3 separate regions of the Mus musculus genome follow, and all the other regions are linked to region 2. The links are chromatin contacts, called in public HiChIP or PLAC-seq and Micro-C maps. All regions are on one chromosome and are shown on one strand. The core of a region is the stretch at or near the end of the contact, and the rest is flanking DNA. Distances in the headings are between cores, read along the strand shown. Region 1 holds the start of Lrrk1 (leucine-rich repeat kinase 1). Region 2 holds the start of 1700112J16Rik (RIKEN cDNA 1700112J16 gene). Region 3 holds the start of Aldh1a3 (aldehyde dehydrogenase family 1, subfamily A3).

The links. Hi-C and Micro-C count contacts between places; a contact is called where the count stands out from the background. HiChIP or PLAC-seq counts read pairs in DNA pulled down with a chosen protein or histone mark.
Region 1: a contact with region 2 is called in an H3K4me3 HiChIP or PLAC-seq map of bone marrow-derived macrophages, with 7 times the contacts expected there. The contact joins the promoter of Lrrk1 here to the promoter of 1700112J16Rik in region 2. A contact is called at or near these places in 7 of 39 promoter capture datasets (3T3-L1-derived adipocytes, HPC-7-derived erythroid cells, cranial neural crest and 3 more), 2 of 115 datasets of contacts at active chromatin or transcription factors (bone marrow-derived macrophages and extraembryonic endoderm stem cells) and 1 of 9 other capture datasets (adipose tissue).
Region 3: a contact with region 2 is called in a Micro-C map of embryonic stem cells, with 2.1 times the contacts expected there. The contact joins the promoter of Aldh1a3 here to the promoter of 1700112J16Rik in region 2. A contact is called at or near these places in 8 of 39 promoter capture datasets (the C10 cell line, embryonic stem cells, hippocampal neurons and 4 more), 3 of 484 Hi-C or Micro-C datasets (embryonic fibroblasts, embryonic stem cells and pre-B cells), 3 of 115 datasets of contacts at active chromatin or transcription factors (astrocytes, extraembryonic endoderm stem cells and neural tube) and 2 of 9 other capture datasets (liver and pancreatic islet).

Annotation. Positions count from the first base shown.
Region 1 is chr7:66,386,198-66,390,611 of GRCm38.p6, forward strand. Lrrk1 (leucine-rich repeat kinase 1) reads right to left here and starts at 2,144. Exons shown (of 34, transcript NM_146191.3): 1 at 2,023-2,144.
Region 2 is chr7:67,220,792-67,225,143 of GRCm38.p6, forward strand. 1700112J16Rik (RIKEN cDNA 1700112J16 gene) reads right to left here and starts at 1,667. Exons shown (of 3, transcript NR_131044.1): 1 at 1,453-1,667. Lysmd4 (LysM, putative peptidoglycan-binding, domain containing 4) reads left to right here and starts at 1,753. Exons shown (of 3, transcript NM_175215.4): 1 at 1,753-1,838; 2 at 2,818-3,100. The coding sequence starts at 2,828.
Region 3 is chr7:66,426,048-66,430,309 of GRCm38.p6, forward strand. It overlaps Aldh1a3 (aldehyde dehydrogenase family 1, subfamily A3), which reads right to left and starts at 1,430. Exons shown (of 13, transcript NM_053080.3): 1 at 1,267-1,430. The coding sequence starts at 1,365. It overlaps Gm33515 (a long non-coding RNA gene), which reads left to right and starts at 2,600. Exons shown (of 3, transcript XR_391552.2): 1 at 2,600-2,689; 2 at 3,468-3,521; 3 at 4,017-4,262.

The sequences.
Region 1 (4,414 bases), core at 894-3,393, 830 kb before region 2:
CACACACACACACACACACACACACACAGAGAGAGAGAGAGAGAGACAGAGAGAGAGAGAGACAGAGACAGAGAGACAGAGAGACAGAGACAGAGACAGAGAGACAGAGACAGAGAAGAGAGAGAGAGAGATCCATGATTTTTGTGTGCCTTTTTTGTTTGTCTGGTTTGCCTTAGTATTCTTTGTTTTGTTTTTGACAGAATGAACATCAAGTTGGATGCATAAAGAGAAGTATCTGGGAGGAGTTGGGGCTAGGGAAAAGCATATGAAAAAATATATTGTATACGTAATTTTAAAAAGAAACATTAAAATAAAGAATGAATATATACGATATATCCAGAGCGGAGGGAGGGGCACATGGCAATTTGGACTGTGTAGGAGTTCGTATGTGCATCAGCCCTGTTGTGTCTCAAAAACAGAAGAAGGGAATGGACTGGGCCCACTTGGGGATGGAGCCAACAAGACTACTCTGGGATGATTTCTAGGGTTCTTCTTATTTTTAATATCTCTCTCTCTCTCTCTCCCTCTCTCTCTCTCTCTCTGTTTGTATGTTTGTGTGTGTGTGTGAGTGTGGCGTCCGTATGTGTGTGTTGAGATCATCAGATGACCTGCTGTTGGTCTTTGCTTTGCACCATGTTTGAGACAAGGCTTCTTCTTCATGTTGCCCACACAAAGCTAGCTGACCAGTGAGCTTCCAGGGAATCTCCCATCTTGAAGTGGGGGCATCTGGGATTGCACCTTTGTCTCATCTGGCTTTAAGCGGATTCTGAATCTGAATTCAGATCCTCACACGTGATCAGCAAGTGCTTTGTATACTGAGCCATCTCCTTAGCTGGTTTATTTAGTTAGTTATAATAATTATATCCAAACTATTAAGGAGACTGTTGTAGGTGTGGGGGAAGGAAACGTTTGGCTGACTAGAAAAGCCCCTCTAAGGACAAATTAGGTGTTGGTATGCTATATTCTTCTGGAACATGAGCAAGGACAATGAAAACCAAATCACAGAAAGAATTCAATGCTAAAGTTTTTCAAAGTGTACAAATCGTAGGTCCTTTGATGCTGCTATGTGAGTGTGAGTGACCAACTCATCAAAAATAGGTTATTTGGTGAGAATTTGCTAAGAGAATTTGCCTTTAAGACCCTATCTATCCTGCTCCGGTTTTTGCAGGGATGAGCATCATGTAAGAGAAAAACGTAATGGCCTCAAACTATTAAAAGCCAGACTGAACTGGCTGTCAGCATCCCTAGAGTCTCTCCATTGCTGTCTTTCTTACTGCCCCTCCAGGAATTCTTGTTCTCATCCATTAAGGACTGCCACTGGCTCCAAGCAACAGAGCCCATAGGCAAAGTGATGGGACCACAGGGTGAGAAACATGCCCCACGCGTGGAGCAGGGGAAGACCTCCAGACCATCCAGCACCACCCGGCTGTCCCGCACGCGCGGGAAGAGCCTCGCTGGGCCTTTGCCTCCAGCCACTCGCGCCCACGAACTCCCACGCTTAGACCCCACCCCCACTCCCAAGTTAAAAGTCAGGCTTTTTTTTTTTTTTTTTTTTTTCCAAACGCAAAAGAACTTTGTAGTCTCCCTAGTGTTTCCTACTTTTGTTTCTGAACTCGGCTCCCCGCCCCCGCCCCGCTCCGATCCCAGGCTGGTTTTCGGCTGCCCCAGCTCCCGGGTTCTAGCTCTGCACTCGCTTTAACCCTTCAAGGGGCGAGGGTCGCTGCGCAGCCCAGAGAGGCAGCGAAGAGACCCCGGGCAGCCCGAGTTCCAGACGCCCACCGGAGCTGTGACCTGCGGGTCCCGGACACAGGCCGGGGTCCGGAGCACGCGGTCGCCCGGGGTACGGGGTGCTGAGCTGGGGAGAGGAGCTGTGGGGCGAGGCGAGACGCAGGGCACAAGCAGGCGACGGCGGCTGCACGCGGGGACCCGGGCGCGGGACGGGGTGGTGCGGGCAAAGCTTGGATCTAAGGTGCGGGCTTCGCTCGGGTCCTCGGACAGGGCGCGGGTCGGAGCAGCACTTACCTGCGGCGGCAGGGTCTGGAAGCCGCGGATCGGCGACATCAGAGGGCCGGGGCCTGCCGGTCCTACCGTACTCTGCCCTGCAATGCTCTGGCCGCCGGGGGCCAGACGCACTTCCTCAATCCTGCGGCCGCCTGGCGGGCGGAGAGGGCGGGTGGCGCGGAAGCAGGGCTGTGCCAGAGGGTCGGCCGCCCCGACCTCCCCTGGATGGCCTGCCTCGGTTTCCCTAGCTGCAAGATGTCGGTGACCAAGCTCACTGCTCTTGTGCCTCGGTAGACGCTTGGGTCTTGAAACTTTGTGGACTCCTCTCCAAATTTGAATGCTTTGCTGCCTTCCCTGCGGACAGGCACAGTGACAAGGTTGTGCCTTTCCTACCCTGCTCGAGTAACAGATTAATTTTTATCCTGTTTGCTGGCCATATACTGTGACTGTAAATATTAAGAGAGCGAGAATATTAATGTGTGTGCAGGTCTTTATGGAGCGGTGCAGAAACTACATTTTAAAAGTTGATGTTTTGTAAACTGCGCTTTTTCACCACACGAGTTCGCTAACTTAAATTATGGACGTTTGCAAAGATATTACTAGCTGATGAATATTTTTCGATTTTCGAACTCCGGAGTAGCTGGGATTACAGGAGCATGCCACCCTGACTGGCTGCTTGTGGCGATGAGGTGGAATGTTGTCAGTTGATTCCACTGAAGTTAATAACCAAACGCGGCTATACACTCAGCAGGCAAGCTTCGGATTCCGCTCGTTTTCCCCGAGAAAAGATAATCCTTGGTAGAAAATCAGTACTGGACCGAAGTGCTTCTTACTGGTAAGAATGAATATTCCTGAGACCAAGTGCAAAGAACATTGACAGACCGCCTCACTGGCAGCTCACAGAATTTGAGAAGCCGTGGGCCGCCTGAGATATTTTGGGAACACCTCAAGTGTTTGTTTAGAGTTGGAGTTTGTATCCCTAGTTGGCAAGGCCACAACCTCGCAGCTCTTCTACGTTCGCTCTTCTTTTCCTCCATCGAACACTGTTACAAAAATGTAGGTGGGGTTCTGCAATCCTGTCCTCACCACCGAGGTCCTCAGACCAATTAGCAAGGCCAGCAACATGACTGCTATGGAAAAGTCCCTAATAATTTGCAAGGCATGGCGTCAGCAGTTTGAATGAGCCTGGCTTGGTGGCGCCTTCAGGGCATACATACATCACTGCCACCTAGCGTTACTAAAAGGAAGTCCATGTCTAGAGCCAGGACCAACACACACTAAGAGGACTTGTGTTGCCTATGCTTAAGTGGCAAGAAATTTTCCACTTTAAACAATCTTAGAAATAGGTTAAGAAAAGTGCCCAATTTAAAACAAACAAACGAGCAAACAAAGGTCTGGAATATTCGACACATATATGAGCTTTTTTTGAGATGGCCATATCACAGTATTCAACTGTACCCAGTAGGTGTGTTTTAATCACAAGTTTGCAAAGGAGACAATTACAGAATAGCTAAAATTCCTTCTCACTTCTTTTTCATTCCTGCAGACCCATGTTTTTCTTGGGTTTGCTCACATCCCACCCTGACTTTCAGTCTGAGGTTGGAATTACCCTGTCTACAAAGGGGTCCTCTGATAGACAGTGGTCAGAGGTAGATCAGCCACCCACCTCCCTGAATGAGCATGACACTGCGGAGGCTAACTGTTCCTTTTGTCTTCTGACACTCGATTTTATTCAGCCAAATGCTCACTTTTGTTTGATGTCTCCCCCCCCCACACACACACACAATAATTTAAAGACCCTCTTCCGGTCTCCACCTACAATCACAGTTGGCTACAAGGATTCTAGTAGGCATTAGAAAGTAGGCACCCACCAAGAGCTGAAACTAGAACATCCCATAATGTCTTCTTTGAGAGAATGTGTCCAAGTGCATGCATATAATTGCACCTGCACACACTTATACACACATACTCACACATGTCTCTAGAGTGGTTCTGTTCAGGCAGGCGTGCTCTAATTAATCAGACAATAGGAGGTGTCATTTTAATATCATCCTATGCTCACATTTGGATCAGATATGAAGTGCTCATAAATATAGCAACACAAGCAGAGGGGCTTACTGAGAAAGCTCTGGTGCAACCTCCAGCACCATATTTTAAGGGGGTGATGTTTTCACATGTGTCAGAGGCCTGGTCTTGCAATGCTGAGTTCACAGTTTGATCGTTCCAGGCCTACACAAGGTTTCTGCTGCAACATCAATGTCAGGTCATAACCGGGTAACTGATGTCTCTTGGCAATTAGAAGCCTTAAGAACTTCAGCTAAGTCAAGTCTAGACCCTTAGATCATCATAGACAAAGTCACAAAAGTAGACACATGGCCACTATTTGGGGACAGGATTTTTTTCCCCAAATCCT
Region 2 (4,352 bases), core at 417-2,916:
AGGTCACCTGACAAACTTGTCGCTGTGTAGAATAAGGCTGGGCACTCTAGACGTTCCTGTTAGGGCCCAGGCTCCATCAGTTTCAGCTGCTTTGACAAAGTGCCTCAGACTCATTCCCACAGTTCCATAAAAGGAAAACCAAGTCAAGGTGGAGGCGTGGTGTAGGTCTGGGGGGGCTGGGGCTGCCATCTAGGCACACACCTCACACTGCTGTCTTCACACTTGAGTATTCTCCTCTATAGACTGGGATCTGATATAATCCCTGCTAGTCTGAAGACCAAATGTTGCTGGGATGATCCCTGGTGAGTGTTCAGCACACACAGCTCATGAGGTAAGAGGGGAAAGCTGGCTACAATGAGAAGCATAAACATTCATTTTCCACGAAAGGAATTCATATTCAGGCTTGCCATAGACTGACTTGTGTCCCCTTTCCTTCCTGTTGAAACCCTACCCTCTGAAGTGAGCTTTTAAGGTGGAGCCTTAAAGAGGGGACTGGGTCAGTGCCCTTGTGAAGGGCTTGGCTTAGACTCTTTAAAAGAAATAAAAAATTAAAAGACAAAACTTTCGACATTCCATGGCAGTTCTGCTTAGCCCTGGAGTTCAGAGCCATATTCAGAAAGCTAAATAGTTGGCCCCTGCTACCTTGCATCCTCTATCCCAGGAGAAGGCTGGACTTGGGAGGGGACAACATGTTTGACAAGGGTTGAAGGATATCCGAGTGGATACCTCTGGTGATGGGGTGGGTCTCCACTAACTTGGGATCAGATCAGTGGACCTGTTCATGTGGCTGGGCACCTGGCCCACTCTGATAGGTGGGACATAGCGTTCATACTTCTCAGGCAGCCTCATCCAAGCCTGTAAACTGTCACAAACCACAAATACCTCAGTGGGAAACACATGTGCTGGGTATATTAGCGAGGCTCACCTCCTGGGTTGGGGGGCAAAGTAAACAAATGTTTAAACAGATGTTTAAAGCCAGAAAGAAGAGTCCTGTGGCTAGCAGAGAGGGCCATGACCTGGTGCTTTCCTGGCCTTAGACATTTAGAGTAAGACTTTTAGTTTTATTCTAAATCATAGGAAGAATTTCTGGGCTCTTGTTTCAATGTTGATTCCCAGACAGGCTTAGCACCTTGGTTCAGCGGCCAGCCATCTGCATTCTTTGGTGTAATGCCTGCCCACGACACTTAGTTTCTTCCTTATTCATTGGATGAGTCTTACTCCATTAAGGATTTTAATCTTGGTTACAAAACAATGCCACAGGTTCTCCGCCCTTTTCCAAATAGCAGGGACGCTCTGGCTGGCCAGATGATACATATTCTCCTTTATCCAATTCTGGTCTGTGTTGTCAGGGCAACATTTCACATCCCTGGACTTCTGTTTATCTCTGGGCAGGGGCTGGCAACCATTCGGCCCCTCAAAGGATACTGGGTCGAAGATTCAGGTTGAGGCTACCTGGGTCAGGCCTCTCGAGTGGCGCACCGCCGTACTGGGTACGCTCCTGGCCACGGATCAGGACGCACATGGGTCAAAGGTCTCTCCTGCCGGGAAGAAGACCGAGGCTTAGCAGAAAGCTGTGGCCACCGAGGAGGCCAAGATACCTGGCTCAGAAGGGGAAACCGGGAACAGCTGGGATAAATGACATAGGAGCACAAGTCCAGGGTCCACGCTGGAGCCCCGCCCATCAGGGCCCGCCCTCATTCTGACCTCTCAGCACCTCCCGGCTCTGCCAGGGCCCGCCCTCCTCTGAAGTCATTGGTTGGCTCTTAGTCCCCGCCCCCGGAAGACCTGCTTTTTGCAGCCAATCGGCGGGCGCGGTGGCGGTGAAGCCTGGGAGCGAGGTACCCGAACCTGGAGCAGGGTCTGCTGGGTTGACTTGGGGGGCCAGGGCTTCTGGCCCTGTCACTGTGGGCTCAGTGGAGGGCTGCCAATCCAGGGCCAGTGCCTGTGTCCACAGAGGGCTGGTGCCGGCTTGCGGGAGTGGCAGGATGTGTATTCTTTGGAAAGTTGGGGCCGGGCCTGTTTAGGCCCAGGGGCGGGGACGTCTGAAATTTGTTTTGTCTCCTGCTTAATGACAGCCCACCTGTCATTGGAGGGAAACTGAGGCCTCTTTTGGCCGCCCCGGGTGCCAGGGGCTCAGAATTTGAGACCAGAGGGAGATACCTGAGGTTGGCTGTTCCCTTAAAGGGCCATGCAGAAGGGACCGCCAGGAATGCCTGGAGTCTCATTCCAGCCATTTGGAAGGGAAAGGTTGGTTGTGGCTCTGGCGTTTGACTCCAGGTGGCAATAAGGGGACCGTGGGGGTGAAATGAGTCCAGAATGACTGTGAGAAACGGACAAATTGAAATTTGATAGGTTTTTCCATTGCTCATCAATTAGGTCACGTCAGCCAGGGTCAAAATAAGAGAACTATGGTTGTTCCCAGCTTCTGTCCTTTCCCCTGAAGACACCTTGGGATGCCTAATGAGGTTTTTGTCCAAAGATTCTAAGTGTAAGATTCTCAGTGTCAGAGAGCTGAGAACAGTTGTCACCTCACACAGTGCTGAGACACAGTGGTTTCTTCTGTGGGCTAGGGGAAGCACAGCTGGGGGTGGGGAAGAAGGGTGGGGAATCTTTTTTGCACACAGTAAGCACTTAGGGAAAGTATGATCTTATTCTGTGTCAGTATCAGGTGGACAGGTGTGAGGATGTCCTTCTGTCCTGATGCTGTTTGTTTGATATTGGCAATATTAGGAAGTTACTAACGAGACAGTCCTCTTTAGGAAGCCAGAGGAAAATGAATAGCATTTGTGTGGAATTAACTCCAGGTCTGATTTTCAGTTAAGAGAAAATGAGGCAGAAGGAAGTGTTAGCCAAGAGCTTCCAAGGTCCAGCTGCTGTCTGCAGGACTCCAAACAGCCACGTTTACATGTTCAACAATGGCAGCGGGGACTCTGGGGACTCCTCTGAGGAAGAGTCACATCAGGTGGTGTTACGACCCCGGGGCAAGGAGCACCAGAAGAACAGCAGCCAACGGCCAGGAGCAGGCACCATGGTTCTGCTGCAGCGGGAGCTGGCTCAGGAAGACAGCCTCAACAAGCTGGCTCTCCAGTATGGCTGCAAAGTAAGCTGACCTCAGTCCCTCTGCCCTCCAGGGTTGAGAGAGGCACGGGGGGGGGGGAGGGGGTCCACTATAGGCGGGGGTCACTATAGGACCTTCCTGACCCCCATAGGCGACTAGAGTCCTCCCTAGCCAGGGCTGGAAGCTGGTGGAGGTACCCTTCATTCAGAACTCTGGGCTCAGGAAGGGTCAGTTAGTTGGGCACCTCAGTTCAGGGTGTGCTTGTCCTGTGTCCTCCACAGGGACACTATGAAACAGTGTGGCCTCTGAGCACACTGGATTTAAGGTCTTAGGGCTGGAGATGGTAGGCGGAGTCCACACGTTTCTGTGGCATGCTTCTCTCACTACTTGTATTTTCTGACCTTTGCTTGCCAGTAGCTAATCTGACTAGTAGAGTTTTCTCTCTTCTCCCTAGTAGAACTGCATGGTCTGGCCCCTGTGCTGTGCGTTTGTATAACCTTATCTTTCTCTTTAATTATGTTTTTAGCACTCAGAGTGATTAACAGTGGCAAAGTAAGTTGGAAAGCGTTTCTGGAATCGCTCTTTTCTCCCGCATTGAAACAGTCTGTTTCCCGCTGTTGACTCCATGCTATATACATGCTATATACATGCTGTATACATGCTATATACATGCTATATAGTACATGCTATAATCATGCTATATACTGGCAGAAGCTTTCACCAAGCTTGCATCAGCTACACAATTAAAAAACAAACAAACAACTTTACCTCCTAAAAATTGTCTGTGGTTTATCTAAAAAGATCCAAATGAGCAAAAAGACTGTGTGGGTGTGGGAGTCTTTCCCAAATAGAGGCTCGTCTCCAGGGACACATAGCATCTTAACATTGCACTGGCCTTTGCATTTGGGTGTTATAATCTGCTTCTCTAGGCATAACATATGCTTTATAGACCATGGACAAAAAACAAACAAACAAACAAAAAACCTTCCCAACAAAGTCTTGAAAGATAGACTTACTGTTCATGTCATGTCAGAATGACAGTCCCTAAGAAACCCAGAGTGGGTATTTAGTGTCTCCAGTAAGTAGTCCAGTTCCTATGGGAGGAGAATACATGTGCTGTTCATGTAGTACACAAAGAATGGAAGCTGTCAAGCTCCTCCTGTTTGTTGGTTTCAGAGCAAGAGAGAAGCGTCCTATAAGCCGGTTGAGTAAGACTCTAAAGTGGCTGCTGAGTAAAGCGATCGCACACACGATGGACTTGCACCGTCAGCTCCGTGGGCCGTACTTACACTTA
Region 3 (4,262 bases), core at 180-2,679, 790 kb before region 2:
GCTCCTTTCCCAGCCCCGATGTTGAAATTCTCCCTCCGAAGCTGACACGATCGAGGAAACTACATTTTAAAAAACTTTCAGTCTTCCCAGGACTGTGCCTCTCTTGATTACAGAGCCTTCCTTGGGAAAACAGTTCATGTAAATGTCATGCAATTTATATGTCGGCACGGCCGACTTCAGGGGGACTAAGTACCAACATATCAGAATCTGAAGCCCACACATAGCGACCTGCCACTTTCACCTTTTGATTAAAATTATTCAAGAGGGATAATTGCTACTTTTGAAAATAAAAACCCATGAAGGCGGCTTCTTAGCATCGTGTCAGCTGGAGTTGAGCTCGGTGGACAAGACAGGAAAATAAGAGGGGTTGAGGTTTCCAGACCTGAAGCCGATGGAGCGCTGTGGTCCCTCAGACGCCCGCCAGTACACCTAGCAGTCAGAGCAGCGCATCTCTGAATTTAGACTTGTTCTTCCTCTCTGAGCCTTCTCTGCTCCCAGACATCATTGTCCCTGAAGCTCTGGGCAGGTGAGCTCACCACTATGCTAGTTCCAGCCTCCCAGGAAAGGGCAAACACCACCAGGCCTGCCTATGGTCTTGTTCAACCCGCAGCTCCTTCCCTGGGCCCAGATCGAGAGGCCTTGAGGAGTACTCCTCAATGACGTCCATCTTTCCTCCCCTGCTCTCCTGGTAAGCTGGGATCAGACTGAACACAATGGACAGGACGGACGGAAGGACGGACGGGGTACTAGACCCTTCTCTCATTGCCCAGGAAGACTTACTTCCAAGTTGCAGTTCCTGGTGTGCCTCAAACTCATCCTGGAGTGCTCAGGTATCTCTAGCCCCCCTCCCCCGCCCCCTAACCCAGGTCCTTCAGCCCAGAAAGCCCTCTACCAAGAAGTCGCCCTATGCCCATTCACCAAAAGCACCAGCACTCAAAGTGGGCGGTGGCCCGGACACTGGGGGTGGGGGTGGGGGCGGCTCTGCAGGCTGCAACTCCCGCACCGTGGGCGCTGCACTCACTGCATCGCTCCTGCTCCTCTTCTGGCTTTGAGGCTTAGATCGTTCAGCCAGAGGTGCAGGTTTCCATTCTGGGGTGCCCCTCAAAAAAGTGCAGTTTCCAAGGAGCCGGCCCCCACCAGAGACGCTCAGGTGTGGGCAGCTCCCTGCGGACTCCCAGCACGGTTGTATCTTGGTCCCCACTCTCCCTACCAGGCTGCTCGGCGCAGGAGTCCCAGGCCGTCGAGTCGACAGCGCACCCTCCTCACCTTGGTGAACTTGACCTCCAAGTTGCGGATGGGGCGCGGCAAGGCAGGCGGTTTCCCATCCGGCTGTCCGTTTTCCACAGCCCCGTTGGTGGTAGCCATAACTGGTTCGCACTCTCCGGTCCGTGTCCCCGACGCACCAGCTTGGCCTGGGCGGTGCGCAGCCTGCTCTGGGTGACAGCTCCGCGCCTTTATGCAGCGCCCCACGCCTCCCGCCCAAGGGGGCCGCCTAATTGGCTGCAGGACGGAGGAAGGGAGGGCGGGCGCGGGAGAGGAGGAGGGGACCCGGCCGCCGCTGCTACCCCTCCTGTTGTCCCTGCCCCTCCGGGAGCGGGACGGTCCCAGACCGACCTAGGCTGCGGCCAGAGAGCTCTGTCTGCGCATCGCTGGGCGGCCACACCGCGGGCTTCCGCAGCCTAGTAGGCTGCCCTTCTGCGAACTTGGGGGCCGGGGGCACCAAGGCCGGGAATTCCCAAGGGTCGGACATCCGTCAGGGCAGGGAGCCGGCTCGTAGCGATCGCAGTAACAGGCCTCTCTCTGGGCAATCTCGAGATTTTGTCAGAGGCACCTGCGGTCCCCGGACCACCGCAGCGGCTCTCCAAAACTTCGGCGGGAGTGAGCGCTCTCTCCGGGACCCTGCGTTGTGCCTCCCAGGATCTAGACGTCTTGTGGTCACCACCCGTGGCTGCCTCAATTTGGGGTCCAACTGCCAGAAGCCTGCGCTCCATCCTTCCCAAGCTAGGGCCGCCAGCGGAGGAGGTCTACTCTGAGCCTGGCTGGCAGGAAACTTCCGTCACACCCACGACAGCAGGCTAAGCGACAGCTCTTATGCGCAGCCTTATGGAGTTTTGCGGCTGATGGTCCTGTGACCTTCATATAAGTACGCACAACCCTAGGGAGGCAATTATTTTAATTTTTCAAACGCACAAATTAAACTTCCGTTTTAAAAAAATGGAAAAAAAATCCCCAAAACAAAACATGAGATCTTTGCAGCTAGTTGCTTTCAGACTAAAAGCTCTTAATGTTTATGTTGCTCAGAACTGCCAAGAGGGGCTGTGGGAAAGGCATGTCCAACTCGTTTAGGAAACGCTTCTTTCAGCCCAGGACTTAAGACTTAAGCTTCATCCGAAACCCGGAGAAGTGTCTCACCCACGTGTAGGGTGGCTGCATCAGGGGGTGAGGCTTGAACTCCCCACAGAGGAGGGGGTTTAGTCCTTAGAGAGATTTGGCCATGTGCTTCTGTGTAAGGTACCTCCCTCTGCCTGTTCTAAGGACTCAGCCTCCATTTCTGTTCCCCATGTCCTTCCTCACTGTCTTGTCACTAGGAATCCTTCTGGATAGTGGAATAAGCAGTAAACCTTCAGAAGGCCCTATTTGAGCTGTGCCCTCTCAGACAATCTCCTGCTATTAAGGATTGAGCATGCAGGTGAGAGTGGGGATGGGGGGCTGTGGGCCCCCAAATGAGCAAGGACTGACAGGCTTCTGAGAATCTTCCTTTGACACTAGGGTCACCAACATTCTTCCTCCATCTTTCCTGCTCTTTCTGGGCTCCCTGGACATGTAGCTGGTCCCACAACTCCCACCTTGGTCTATAGTAAACATCTGGGGTGTCTCATACTAGGTCCCCTGGATGCTGAGTCCTGCCATCTGGGTGCTTTTGAAATGCTGAAAGACCCTTCTCTGTGCAGGGGACAGAGACCAAAGGCTGTCTCAGAACTCCTGTCCTTCAAGGCTACCCTGGTTATCACTTTGGTTATCACTTTGAAGGGTCTTTAAGAAAATACAAACTCCAAAAATGTACAGAGGACATTGAACTTATTAAATAATTGTTAGACTGGTAGGGGAGGCAAATGGATTTGGGAATTAAAACTCAGTTCCTTGTTCATAAGAATCTTTTAAGATGGGCAGCTGCCACTCTGCCAGGCACAGACTGGACAATGCAGGTTGCCTCAACTCCAACCCCAAGACTCCCTCCTGACTGTGGCATCTGCAGAGCCTTGGAGCCATTGGCAATGACCACAGGCAGACAGACTGGCTCACCTTCCCCCTCTTACTGATTCCCATGTGACCGGGAGGTCAGAGCAGAATACTCAACCATAGACCTTCCCTGTAGTAGGCAGTTCCCAAAGAGCAGGTCAGGGGGGGGGGATGGGCTTGGTTCTGGGCTTGTCCTGACTGGAAGTCTCTTCCTCCACACCCCTCAGCTTGTCATTCAGCAGGCAGGGAGAAGCTTCGATGTTCAAGTTCCCATTTTACAGGTGAGTAAACAGAGGCAGGTGGATACTTGTCCTAGACCTCACTGTCTTGGAGGAACCAAAGGCAAACTGCGGGGGGGGGGCAGGATGTGAGGAGAGGCTTCTCTTAATATTTTTTTCTGTCACATTTATTCACCCAAGGATGTACCTGTGTCCCAAGGTGGCCCCGGGGTCAACTGAGGTCATTAAGGTGCTAAGTATTTTATGAGTTAGCAAAATAGTGGGTTTCTCCCTTCTGGCTGTGTCTGCCAGAAACCAACACTTATGGCCTTGCATGGCTTTGGCCACAAGGACATGGCCCTTGGGATCAAAGGAGGTGGGACTCATTACTTAGCACAGTGGGTCACCAGGTGTCTGGGGACTTCCAGAGCATTGTGGTTGGCTCAGCTCCCTTCCAGTTCCACATCCCTGCCTCAGACCCAGCTGTGTGCTCCTGGGTTGGAACCTGGAACTCTGAACTTTCATTTCCTTTCCTGTAACCCCCATTCCACTCCCTAGTGCTTGGGGAGGCTCAAGCAAGATAACACTGGATCAACTATGGAGTGCTGTATACAAGCCTGGTCTCAATTCTCCAGGATCTCCTACCAGCAGACATTTCTCCCTTACTTCTTCCCAGCTTATGTAGTGCTCCCAGACTTCAGTTTTCTGCTCATTTTATTGTTTTTGTATTCAGATTGGTGGGGCTGGCACTGTCTGAAGCTTGGCTTCTTGGAGGGTGCATCGTGTGATCTGGGACTACATTGA